Regions from separate parts of the Mus musculus genome. Here region 2 is linked to region 1. The links are chromatin contacts, called in public HiChIP or PLAC-seq maps. All regions are on one chromosome and are shown on one strand. Each heading gives the region's core, a stretch centred on a gene start, on an enhancer-like site or on the middle of the called end of the contact. The rest is flanking DNA. Distances are from core to core; before and after follow the strand shown.

Region 1 (6,554 bases), core at 1,265-3,764:
CTACATATAACAGGCAAGTCAGTGCAAAGCTGGCTCCAGATAGTAGGATTCTCCTATGTGTCTTCCTTTAAAAATGTCCTGACAGTCCTTAATACATGGACTTCTAGACACAATGTTGCTATTTAGAGAGGTTAAATAAGGGGCATATAAGAAACTTGGCAGAGGGGCTAGAGAGATGGCTCAGTGGTTAGGGGAACTGACTGCTCTACCAAACGACCAGGGTTCAACTTCCAGCACACACATGGCAGCTCAAAAATGTTTGTAACTCCAAGATGTGACAGTCTCACATAGACAAACATGCAGGCAAAACACCAATGCACATAAAATAAAATAAAAATTGAAGAAGAAGAAGAAGAAGAAGAAGAAGAAGAAGAAGAAGAAGAAGAAGAAGAAGAAGAAGAAGAAGAAGAAGAAGAAGAAGAAGAAACCTGGCAGAGAGAACCAACCGGCAAGACGGTTCAGCTGGTGAGGGTACCTGCTGCCAAGTCTGATGATTTGATTTTCCAGAACTCACAGGGTAGAAAGCGAGAAACTGACTCCTGCAAGTTGTCCTCTGGCCTTTGTATATGCATCATCATGTGTGTGCTAAATACACATAATAGAAAAAAGATACATGGCAGAGAAGTGGGGGTGGGAGCTATATGCTCACAGGCCTGGTCAGAGAGGCTCAGGGACATTTCTAGCTTTTCTCAGCCCACTAACATGGCCCAACATCAGCTTTTCCATCAAATGCTCATTAAACGGATTGGCTTCATCTCTTTTTTTTAAGTGGGGCAGTTCATGTCTTTGTAGATACCCAGCTTGGGAATGGCAGCCTTGACTTCAGCTTGGTCCCAAGTCACTCTGGCCTCTGTTTTCATGGTATTGAGCAAGAACACAGGACCTCAAATCAGAATGCTTTTGCTGTCTTCTTCTCACTAACCCATGCAGGAGGAGGCTGTAGAGCTGTTTGCTATGGGCCCCAGTTTGCTGATCTATAATGCAAGCACAATTTTTTAAATCCATCGAATTATTCTAAAGATAAAAGGAAAAACTATAAGGGGGTTTGAAATCATGGGCATCCTGCAATTTGAGATCGGACAAGTTGGTGCCAATAATCTCAAATTGGAAGGGTGGGCAGGGAGGTTGTGTGTGAGTTCAAGGCCAGCCTGGGCTACAGAGCAAGCAAGACCCCGACTGAACCTTCACATAGCACCCTGCAATACATGCACATTCAGCCAAGGGACTGACAACCTGTGCAAACCTGAAGTTCAAAAGCACTGTGATGTGTGCCTGGCACAAAAGTCCCACAGCCTCTGAAGCATCCATGTCCCTCATTCCAGGAAAGGTGAAATAACAGAAAGAGAATCAGGTCAGCGGCTGTCCCTGGGAATCAGGGGCCGTCGGGGAGAAGACTGAGACAAGCAAATACCTTTGGAGGGTGGGAATATCCTGTATTTGATCGTTTGGTGTTTAGTGGTTACGTACTTGACAAGTGGATCAACTTGTCAAGACTCAGAAATGTACACCTCAGAAAAGCGGATGTTCGGCCATACCAGATGGCTTATCTTGGAATCTCAGCACTGGAGAGGGAGAGGCAGAGAGAGGAGCATTGTTGAGTTCTAGGCCAGCATTGGTTGCTTGTGCAGTTTTTTCCTTGTTAAGTCAAGGCAGCACTATTTTATATATATGTACATAGCAGTTAGATTGCATTGGGTATGACAAATAATCTAAAGATGAAGCCTACAGGATATATGCATGCTATGATACATTCTTTATAACAGCCCGGAGCATCCCCCAGACTCTGGCATCTAGAAGTGTCCTAAGACTAGTCCCCCAGGATACAGAGGGACCATGCTTTGGTCCTTTAGTAGAGCGTCTAATAACGGATCGTCAACAGATAAATGCTATTTGGCTTCTGAGCCGAGTTCGTATAGCAGGGAAAGTGATATTTCAGCAGGCACAGCATCGTTATCTGCGTGCATCGTACATTTCTTTTTCTTTTTTAATCACAAGAGTAGTGAGCTCTTCTAAAACGTCCAGTAGTTCTTCTGCCTAAAGGATAAGGCTCTGCACTAGGAGAAAGATGAGGCAGCCTCAGGAGGATAACCCAGAAACTCAGGGATAGGCTGGAGACTGGGGAAGTCCTGCTTTGGTTTCTAATCCCAGAGACTGGGTCCAAGCCCCGCGGGAGGTCATTGTGTCAATAGCAGGTGTGATGGTGGTTTGGAGGGAAGTTCTAAACGGATTGTTTAATCTTACTCAGACTTTTTGTGGCTGAGGATGCGTCAACATTAACTTAATTAAAACTCTACGAGAATAGCTGTGAATGAGACCGGCGCCTGGGTTGCAGAGCAGACAGCAGACAGCGACTAAGAGGTCAGGGCAAGCTGCTCCCGCCCACACCCGCGCTGTTCCCGCCCCCTCCTCGCCCTCCTCCCGCACTGCTATATCCTCAACCGTGCGCCCGGCGCCCATTGGCCGTTCTGACGATGCGCTTCTCCTATAAGAGGCGTCAGCTCCCATCCTCAAGTGACTCTTTAAACTCCAGTGGCTCTGAGGTGAGTGGGTGAGTGGGATAGCCCCTCCCTGGGACATCGGATCAGAAGACTCCCAGCAAGGACGGGATCAACTTCTAGTAGGAACCAGGTGAAGTCCTACCCCTCAGGGCTCTGCTCTTCGTTCCTTTAGAGCTTCTTGGGGGATAGCAGACCCTATTCTTGAGGACCTCCTGTGTGCCAGGAGCAGACTCTGTCCCACGTTGGATTTCGGCTTTATTGGGAACCCTGTGTCTCTGTGACTTCTTGCCAGCAAGAACATATTAATCTTCTTTCTTTTCCATCCAAGGGGTAATATCTCTTTTCTTCTTCCTCTATAACGGTAACCTTCCCTTAAGCGCCATCAAAGGAAGGGAATCTTCGATGCTAGACCTTTCTCTCAGCACCACATCTGCACTCTGCAGCTCTATCCCAGGTCACAATTGACAGAGGCATAGGTCCTTGAGATTCAGGGCTAGTTAACAGTCCAGGTAAAAGTAACCCCGATTAAATGTAATGATCTGATTTTCAGAGGTTTTAAGTGAACTTGGTTGATGGTCCACCCTAGCCGTCTTGGAATGGAGGTGGAGGTCAAGGCCCCAGAAGCTTGTGCCTGTGGGATGGCAAGGGTGGGATTCTTTTTCCTTTATAAGGTAGGGTTTCTCCATGGAAGACTGGCCGTCACTCTGTAGACCAGGCCTGCCTCGAACTCACAGAGATCAACCTGCCTCTGACTCCTGAGTGCTGGGATTAAAAACACATGCCACCACTGGCCGGCTCAAGGGTGGGATCCTAACCGAGTGTTCCAGGGTCACAGACTCAGTCACTGGAGTTCATATGTCCATGTGTTGTAGCTGCTGCCCTTGATCTTTCTGATCATTTGGAGGGAGGCAGCCTCTGCCTGGCACTTCTGGAGGGTTCCTTTGTCTCCCTTGGGCTTAAGCCTTTCTGCTTACAGTTCACCTCCACTTCATTCCCACATCCCATTTAGAAAAGAAAACCACTATCCCCGGGGATTCTTCCCAAACCATTCACTGTACCTTTCAATCCTACCTTCAAACTCTGCCCCCACCACTTTCAAACACCTCACCGTGCTTCCCAGACGAGACCTCGAAGCTTCTCTTACTGGTGATGAAGCTAAGGAAAGAGTTGGTGGTGTGCACGTACCCTTCACTATGCCCTGCCAAGGCTGCTAAACAGATGGCCTTCTTCTTGGCCGGTCTTATTTCCTGTGCTGGATCCTGCACACTGCCACATCTTTATTCAGGTGAGGATCCTGCCCCTCCTTTGAGGGTGACTCCTTCTTTTTTGAGGGTGACTCCTTAACCTTTCAGGGTGATCTTCTGCCTTTGAGGGTGATCTCCTGCCTTTGAGGGTGACCCCTGCCTTTGAGGGTAAACCTCTCCATTTAAGGGTGACCCTTTTCTTACCTGGCTAGAAAGGGGCTCAAAGAGGAAATAGAAGGCTAAAGGGGGAGAGAAATAGCAGAGAAAATCATGGGGTTGTTGAAGGAATGCCCCAAGGTTAGGCAGATCCACAGGCAGCATTGCTGGTGTTGTGGGAATGTGGCTGTCAGCACAAGGACCCGATTTTAGGCCAGTCTGAAAGTGTTTAGTACAGCAGAAAGATGTGCATCATCAAAGATCCAGAGGAAGCGTATGGCCTCACCTTAGAGCTGTATGCTGTAGTTGAGTTACAAAGAAAACAAAAGCCTGGCCCCTTTCTGAAGGGGCTTTACAGCGTCTTAGGGTATAAGATGTGTGTGAAGCACGTGGGGAAGCTACTCATGACCCGAATTTGATGGGCAGTGAGATCTCAGTTCGGGGGTGAAGTTCAGACTGGACAGGAAAGGGAAGTGCAGAGACACACGAGGTTCTCTTGCCATTCTGGGGGCTATGCTAGGCAGTGTCTCACCTTCTGTCCCACTTCCATCTGGAAAAGCCTGTCTAACACGTGGGTTTTGCAGATAGAGGAATGGGAGCGGGAGGTGGATGGAGTCACCGCTTCTGCCCCCTGCTGGCCAGTTCTGTGCTTAGCACTCATTTATCTGAACTTTCACACTTCAGATTCACCATGATTGAAGACAACAAGGAGAACAAAGAGAACAAAGACCATTCCTCCGAAAGAGGGAGAGTGACTCTCATCTTCTCCTTGGAGAATGAAGTCGGAGGACTCATAAAAGTGCTGAAAATCTTCCAGGTATGGATTTCCCACAAAGTCCATCTAAAAATGGGTCTCTGAAGTTCTATTTAAAATGTAAGGTACTGTCAGTCCAGTTCCTCAGAGACGGCCTATAGAAGTCTCTTAACTTGCTAACATATTGTTCAGGAAGAGTGGAAAAATAGCTCAGTGGTTAAAAACCCCTGTGGTTCTTGCAGAGGACACAGGTTCAGATTCCAGCGCTCACACCAGGCAGCTCACAACTGCCTCTAATTCTGATTTGAGGGGATCTGATTTCCTCTTCTGGGCACTGCACACCTGTGGTGCATGCCCAACACTCGGGTACACACTCACAAAGCTGAAATAAAAATATGTTCAGCTCTGAGAAATGGGTAAGAAAGAAAACAGCCCAGGAAAGATAGACACAAATAGCTGAGAAGGAGATTGGAGGAGTCTAAACAAAGCATTTTACACTTAACAAAATGCCTAGCCATGTAGTATTGATATTATTTAATGACATATTAATATTTTCAAGTGACAAAGTTAAAATATTAGCAAGGACTCTGCCATTATGTCAGCTGCCGTTGTCAAAACCTCATTGCATATGGCCTGCAAATGTTTTCAGTTTGATGTAGTGACACTGTGGGTTACTGTGCATTTATGAGCCTTAAAATGTTCCTCCTTACAATTTTTATTTTTATTTATTATGTGGGTGTATTTGTGTGTGCACATGTGCTCTCTCAAGCACAAGTTTCAGATTTGTGTACACACAAATCCTTTATTAGCTAGGTGGTCATTGGGAGTGAATGTCTCTCTGCATGTCTCAATAAAATACGAGAGAACCCTGCCTCCCTCAGGCCATTAGGAATTGATAGTTAAACTGTTCGAAGTGCTTGAGGTTGTACAAGAGAGAGAGAGAGTCAGAGAACAGCTTGCAGGAGTTGGTTCTCTCCTTCCACTGTGTTGGTTCTGGGAATTGAACTTAGGTTGCCAGACTTGGTTGCAGGCTCCTTTACCTGTGGAACCATTTTGCTGGCCCAAATGTTTAAATTTTTAACCCAGGAATGTCATTTCCATGAAACTGGATCTGGATGTGTGTGTGTGATAGGTGCACATTGCAGAGGCCAGTGGAGGATGTCAGGTCGTTCTCTATCGTTCTCTGCCTTATTCCTTTCAGACATGATCTCTCACTGAGCCTGGGTATGGGCCGGCATCCATTAAGCCTCAGAGATTCCTGTTTCTCTAACCCCACAGTGTAGCTGCACCAGGCTTTTATGTGGGTGCTGGGGATTCAAACTCAGCACCTCATGCTTGTGCAGCAGGCACTTTAACCAATGGGCCATCTTCCCAGCCCCTCTTCTGCAGCTCTCCTGATGAAATATGGGTGAATCAGACAGAGCACAGCGTTTACTGAACACTTATTATGTGTGGTGTACTGGACTCTATGCTAAGCATGTGGATCCGAACAAACCAGACATGGTACCGTCCATCACAGAGCTGGATGTGATCTGGAGAGGGAGGCGGACATTAAGCAAGCAGTTTAGAGAGTGCACGGCTACACTCTAGGTGTAAAGAGAGACACTAGGTCCTGTGACACCGTTGAAATGGAGGCTCTAACTCAGTTTAAGGACCCAGGGACACAATAATTTATTTCTAATAGACTGCACAGGCTAAGTCATGGTGCTTGAACACCACACGGCTGGGCAGGTTCCAGATTTGTGTACACACAAATCCTTTATTAGCTAGGTGGTCATTGGGAGTGAATGTCTCTCTGCATGTCTCAATAAAATACGAGAGAACCCTGCCTCCCTCAGGCCATTAGGAATTGATAGTTAAACTGTTCGAAGTGCTTGAGGTTGTACAAAGTAAACAGTCAAT
Region 2 (6,554 bases), core at 1,549-4,048, 190 kb before region 1:
TTTATTACATGTAAGTACACTGTAGCTGTGTTCAGACACACCAGAAGAGGGCGTCAGATCTCGTTACAGATGGTTGTGAGCCACCATGTGGTTGCTGGGAATTGATCTTAGGACTTCTGCAAGAACAGTCAGTGCTCTTAACCGCTGAGCCATCTCTCCAGCCCCCTTGCTCTGTTTTTTAAGACAAGGTTTCTCTGAAGGTCAGATTTGAACTCTGGACCTTCGGAAGAGCAGTCGGGTGCTCTTATCTACTGAGCCATCTCACCAGCCCCCTTGTTTTGTTTTTTAAGACAAGTTTTCTCTGTGTAGCCCTGGCTGTTCCAGAACACTCTTTGTAGACCAGGCTGGCCTTGAACTCAGAAATCTGCTTGCCTCTGCCTCCCAAGTGCCGGGCTTAAAGGTGTGCGCCACCACATGCACGCAGTGCCCACGGAGGTCAGAAGAGGGCATCTGAACCCCTTGAAGTAGGGTTGCAGGTGCTCCTGAGCTACTGATGTGGGTGCTGGAAAGCAAACCCAGGTCTTCTGAGAGAGCAGCAAGCACTGTCAATCAATGAACCATCTCTCCAACCCCTGGATTAGGCTTTTTTGGAGGGCAGGGGAATTTAAACTCAATTAGCCACAGACCCACATCCTTAAATTTTTGTTGTGTGATTATTTCTTCCCCTTCTAGGTTCCTGCTGAATTTCAGTTAACCATCCACTGCAAATCCTGATCTCTCTTTTGTATAGTCTGCATTTTCCCAGTGGTATATTTTCTTGTTATTACTTATCCTTGTGTGTGTTTGTGTGTGTGTATGTGTGCAGTCATTCATGCTTCGTGGTGAACATGCCACAGCATAGGTACCAACGTCAGGGGTTGAGCCACCTCGGGAAGGCTCTTCCCTTCCACATTGCTTGTATATAATCCAAGGCCTCTATTTTTATTTCTGTGGCATACATCAGGCTAGCAGGCACAGGAACTTTCAGCGTCTCCTGACTCCACTTCCTACCCACCTCCAGGTGTGCTGGGACCACAGAGCTACACAGGAGCATGTCCAGCTTTCTGTGGAGACTAGGGCTTCAATCTCAGATCCTCCCTCACACTTGTGTGGCAAGTGCTGTGCACACTAAACCATCTCCCCGGCTTGATGGTCTGCTTTTTGTCTGGTCATAGCAAAAAAAAAAAAAAAAAGAACCTACCTCCTGTGGCCAGGTGGGATGGGGTTAGGCAGCACGGCCCGCCTAAGATGCAGAGTGGAACTTGGAAGCTGTCTCCCCAGACTTTCATCCTCTTCCTCCCTGTTCCCCTTTCTCCTTTCCCCTTCAGCCTCCCCCACCTCCACTTTTGGGTTCTGAAATTGAGCTGGCTCAGCTTCCTACCTTCCTCTGCAAGTTTCCAATCAGGATCTGAGAGTGTCTGCGCTCAGCTGGCCAGGGTTGGAATCCCAGAATTCAGGCAAACTGCTCAGCTAGAATCACACTGCAAACCACCATGCCTGCCTGCCTGCCTGTCTCTGTCTCTGTCTCAATCTCTGTCTCTGTCTCTCTTTGTCTCTATCTCTGTCTGTGTCTCTGTGTCTATTTCTATTTCTGTCTCTATCTGTCTCTGGCACTATCTGTCTGCCTTTGTCTTTGTCTGTTTCTGTCTCTCTGTCTCCTCTGTGTGTCTCTTTGTTTCTGTCTCTATCTCTGACTCTCTGTCTCTGTCTCAATCTCTGTCTCTCTCTGTCTCCCTTTGTCTCTATCTCTGACTCTCTCTCTGTCTCTATCTCTCTGATTCTCTGTCTCTATGTCTCTGTCTGTCTCTATCTCTGACTCTGTCTCTGTATCTCTCTGCCTCTCTGTCTCTCCTCTCCCTGCTCTTCTTTCTCTCCCTCTCTTAACATTTCCTTTCTCCCTCCTTCTACCCTTCCCTCCACTCCCCTCCCCTGCCCTGCCCTTCTCTCCTCTCCTCTCTGAATTCTGGCCAAGAATTTCACATAGTCCAGCCCAGCCTCAAAGTTATCTGTAGTTGTGGATGATCTTGAACTCCAGACCTTCTTGGCCTCCACTTACCAAGTCCTAAGATGACAGGCCCGTGCCAATGACCACACGTAGCCAACACTTAAAATTTGTCAACACCACAGGTTTTACACGTTTCCATTAATGCTTAATTTCCTGCCAGAAGGCTTTATTGCTTACTTACCTTCAGTAAAATACTAATAGCACACGCCATGCCCACATTTCCAACTCCGACCACAGTAATCTTACACCGGGAAAGTTTATCTTCCGGAACTAGGTTCTGAATCAGCTGCTCCTTGACGGTGGACATGTTGAGCCTGTAGAGTAGAAGGGACCGTCAGTGAATACCTACTCCTGTAGGCAAGACATTAAACAACTTTTTTTTTGGTAGGGAGGAGTGTTAAGGGTTTCACATTGTATCTAAGGCTAGCCAGGAGGTCAATATGTAGTCTAGGCTGGCCTTGAACTCAGCCTCAGCCACTCAAGAGTGCTAGGATTGCAGGCCTGGATCATCCCACCTGTCTAGGAACTCTATGGAGTTCGCAGAGCACAAGGAAGCAAAAGCCTTCTCTAGCTAGAGTGTGGGAGTGAATGAAGCCTCAATGAAGCAAAAGATGACTTCTGGCGACAGGCTCCTCCTCCATTCAGGCTCCTCCTCCCTGCAGGCCCTCCCCCCTACCCCCCCCCCCCCCCCCCAGCTCACAGGCCTACAATGGCTTTCCTTCCCAGGTGAAAGAAGGCACTGGCCACTTCCTCTGGGGAGGCCGAAAACACACACCTTACTGCTGACTCCGCAGCACAGGTAAGAAACCAGGATAACTGTTGGGTCCAGGAGCCAACAGTTATAACGGAAAAGGAACGTCACAAAGTCAACGTCAGCACGCAAGCCCCGCCCACTGCCTGCTCAGGTACCTTGGTGCGTGCACCTGCATGGCCTACCTCAGGTTTTAGGAGACGACTCCAGACGGTTTCCAAGGCCTCTAGTGTAAGATGTAGAAGCCCTGGGACCACACAGAAGATGGCAGCCAGTTTGGCCAGCATCCCTTTAAAGGCCACTTTTCTGCTGGGAGGAAATGCAGAACTTTGAGTTTGAGGAGCATACCTATGGACCCTTTGCCCTTACATCTGTGTGTAGGCATTGAGGGTTGGGGGCATCTGTCTGTTTGCTTGCTTTTGTTTTGTTTTGTTTTGTTTTGCTTTCGAGCCAGGGTTTCTCTGTGTAGCCCTGGCCGTCCTGGAACTCTGTAGACCAGGCTGGTCTCCCAACTCAAGAGATCTACCTGCCTCTGGGATTAAAGGGATTTGCCCCCACCACCTAGCTGTTAGGAGGCTTTTACATCGCTACTGGTCTAGAGAGAAGGCTCCTTCAATAAAAAGCTCCCAATGCAAGCGTGAGGGTTTGACTTGAATCCCCAGAACAAAGGTGTAAGTTGTTACTTAGTCATTAATCCATGTATGGGGGTAGCAGAGACAGCGGCTCCATGGGGCTCCGTAGACAGCCATCTTAGCTTTAATTATGAGTGTCCTTGTCTCAAAAAACAGGGTGGATGACACCTTGGGGCAGGGGAACAATACCTGATAGCATCCTCTGGCCTCCGTGTGTACTAGCTTGCACATGCATGTGTACACACACACACACACACACACACACACACACACACACACTATGTTAGGGTTCTCTAAAGCAGTGGTTCGCAATCTGTGGGTTGCTACCTCTTTGTGTGTGTGTTGGGGGGGGGTGTCACATCAGATATTTACAATTCCTAACAGTGGCAAACTTACAGTTATGAAGTAACAAAATAATATTATGCTCTGCCATTGCTGGAGCAATCTCCACTCTAAAACCAAAACTTCTCGGTCATCAGAACTTAGGTGTCAGGAACAAGAAGCAAAGAATTTCCTGAGGAGTCACTAAGGGTGGTGGGGAATGGAGCCACTCTTTTTTTTCTGCCTCTTCATTCCTGGCTCTGTGGGTCCTGGCTATGGGAGAAAGTGTGCCGTGTATGGGTGCTGATCCAAACACACTCCCTTCTGGAGAGCTCTCCCTAGCCCTCCAGGCTGCTGCCATTTAACCAGTGCTGTGATGGGGTCTTCAAGGAGCCAGCTCACTCTTACCAGGACAGGTGCTTTAGCGTGGCTGTGGAACATGGCAGACCAGTGAGTCCATGAGCATGCTGGGCCCACTGTCACATTTCTCTGGCTGGAAAGCCAGTTTCTTGGTCAGAAGCAATGACTGTGGACATGGCATGCTGTAAGCCCACCCGTGGTTCTGGCAGAAGTATTATGTGCGGGAAAGGCAAGTCCGTAACTAGAGTCATCTCCAGTAAGGGCAAAGTGTCCTATCCGTGAAGCAAGGGGTCTGCAGCTTGCTGAAACTCCAGAGAATGGTGTCATGCTAGGGGATTCAGTGTTGGTCTCTGTCACTCGGCAGTAACTGCATTAACCTTGATGAGTGGAAATCTATGTTGTCGAACCCCATTTCTGCCAACAGTCTGACCTGGTGCATCAGATAATTCCCAACTCATGGTAGGCAGCTCATGGTAACTTAGTGTCCTTTTGTCAAACTTCAGTTTCCAGTAATGCTTAATAACAGGCCCAACACTCTTAAAGGAAAAACAGTAGTCTGCACATGACGGGAGAGCCTTGCTCCAAAATCTCAAAGGTCTCCACTGTGACCCACCTCCTGTAGCCTGCCAAAGGCTCCCAACAGCATCTATCTGCCGCTACACCCCAGCTACCATTGGGTCTGCTTGATCATATGTTTCAAATGGGAGAACAGTTTGCACAGCTGCCTGGACCTGCGAGGCTTCTCTTGTTCCAGGGCCCACACAAAGCTAGCAGCTTTCTGAGTCACTTGGTATATGGGCCTGAGTAACACACCCACGTGAGGAACGTGCTGCCCCCAGAATCCAAAGAGGCCCACCCACTGTGGAGCTTCTTTCCTGGTGGTAGGAGGGGCTAGGTGCAGTAACTTACCCTTCGCCTTAGGGGCAGTATCTCTGCGTGCTCTGTACCCCTGGACTCCTAGAAATTTTACTGAGATAGAAGGCCCTTGGATTTGGGTTGGATTTATTTCCCATATATTTTAATGGTTGCTACCTCTGGTCATTTCATCCAGTCAGTGTAATGTCATCAATATAGTGGACCAATGTGACATTTTGTGGAAGAGACAAGTGATCAAGATCTCTTTAGGGGATGGAGAGTTGGCTCAAAGGTAAGGAGGACTTTTGCAGACAATCTGTGTTTGTTGTGTGTGGGAGTCCAAAAAAGAAGGGTTGGACCCCCCTGGAACTGAAACTACAGGGGTGTGTGTGTGTGTGTGTGTGTGTGTGTGTGTGTGGTTATAGATGTATGGGTGTGAACTTCCATACCAGCATATAGGGTAGGAATCAAACCTGGGTCCTCTGAAGGAGCACTCTCTCAGAGCTAGCCTGCAACTCAGTGTGTCTGCATGTTCTGGTCCACACAACAAAGTTACAGACCACCATTAAGTACAAGGGCAATTAAAAGTTGTTTTGTTGTTGTTGTTGTTGTTTTAAATTTAAGCCAGCTCCTGAGAGCAGGCTCTGCCACAGAGAACTCTCAGCCCACAAGTTGGGCAGAGTAGGGTTTATAAAGTTTTACAATTACATCATACCAGGGAACAGGCTAAGAGGTCTTTTCTTTTTTCTATCTTTTTTTTTCTTTTTTCTTCTTCCTTTTTCTTTCTTTCCTTCTTCCTTCCTTCCTTTCTTTCTTCCTTTTTCTTTCTTTCCTTCTTCCTTCCTTCCTTTCTTCCTTTCTTTCTTTCTTTCTTTCTTTCTTTCTTCTTCTTCTTTTTTTTTTGTTGTTGTTGTCATTATTGGTTTTGTGGGGCTTTTTTTGTTTTGTTTTTTGTTTTTTAATAGATTATTTCAGGGTCTTTCCATGTAGCCCTGGTTTGTTGCACAAACCCCTCTCCAGTACAATTTTCACCACGGCAGGTGTCTTAGCTCTCTACTGCTGTGATAAACACCATGAGCAAAAACAGCTTGGGGAGGAAGTTATAGTTGGAACTTAAGGCAGAAGCCTAGACACAAGAACTGAATCAAAGAGGCCAGCCTGGTCTACAGAGTGAGTGCCAGGACAGCCAGGGCTACCCAGAGAAACCCTGTCTCGAAAAACAAAAACAAAACAAAACAAAAAACAAACAAACAAACAAACAAACAAAAAACCAAAAAGAACTGAATCAAAGGCCTTTGCTCCCTATGGCTTGCTCAGCCTGGTTTCTTTTACAATCCAGAACTACCTACCCAGCGTCGTCGACACCACCCACATCAATTACATAGGAAGGAGATGCACTATAGACTTGCTTCCAGGCAAATATCCAAGTGGTTTCTTGAGTTCCTCTTCACAAATGACTAGCTTGTGTCAAGTTGACCTCAAAGTAGCGGGGATGCCTAGGTTGGTTACAAAGTACCTTAAGGACAGCTGAAGAAAGGAACAGAGGCGCTAAGGGCTCTCAAGTTTGTGTTTGGACAACTTGCAGGAATCAGTTCTCCTTTAACTGTGTGGGCTTTGGGGATTGGACGCAGATCAGGGTGTAAACACCTTT

The links. HiChIP or PLAC-seq counts read pairs in DNA pulled down with a chosen protein or histone mark.
Region 2: a contact with region 1 is called in an H3K27ac HiChIP or PLAC-seq map of embryonic stem cells, with 5 read pairs. The contact joins the promoter of Ldhc here to the promoter of Tph1 in region 1. A contact is called at or near these places in 1 of 39 promoter capture datasets (embryonic stem cells), 1 of 115 datasets of contacts at active chromatin or transcription factors (embryonic stem cells) and 3 of 9 other capture datasets (adipose tissue, liver and pancreatic islet).

What each region holds. Positions count from the first base shown.
Region 1 is chr7:46,663,337-46,669,890 of GRCm38.p6, reverse strand. Tph1 (tryptophan hydroxylase 1) reads left to right here and starts at 2,514. Exons shown (of 11, transcript NM_001136084.2): 1 at 2,514-2,628; 2 at 4,583-4,715. The coding sequence starts at 4,590.
Region 2 is chr7:46,857,507-46,864,060 of GRCm38.p6, reverse strand. Ldhc (lactate dehydrogenase C) reads right to left here and starts at 2,798. Exons shown (of 8, transcript NM_013580.4): 1 at 2,760-2,798; 2 at 2,166-2,298. The coding sequence starts at 2,291. Gm39011 (a long non-coding RNA gene) reads left to right here and starts at 2,817. Exons shown (of 3, transcript XR_882073.3): 1 at 2,817-2,897; 2 at 5,100-5,195.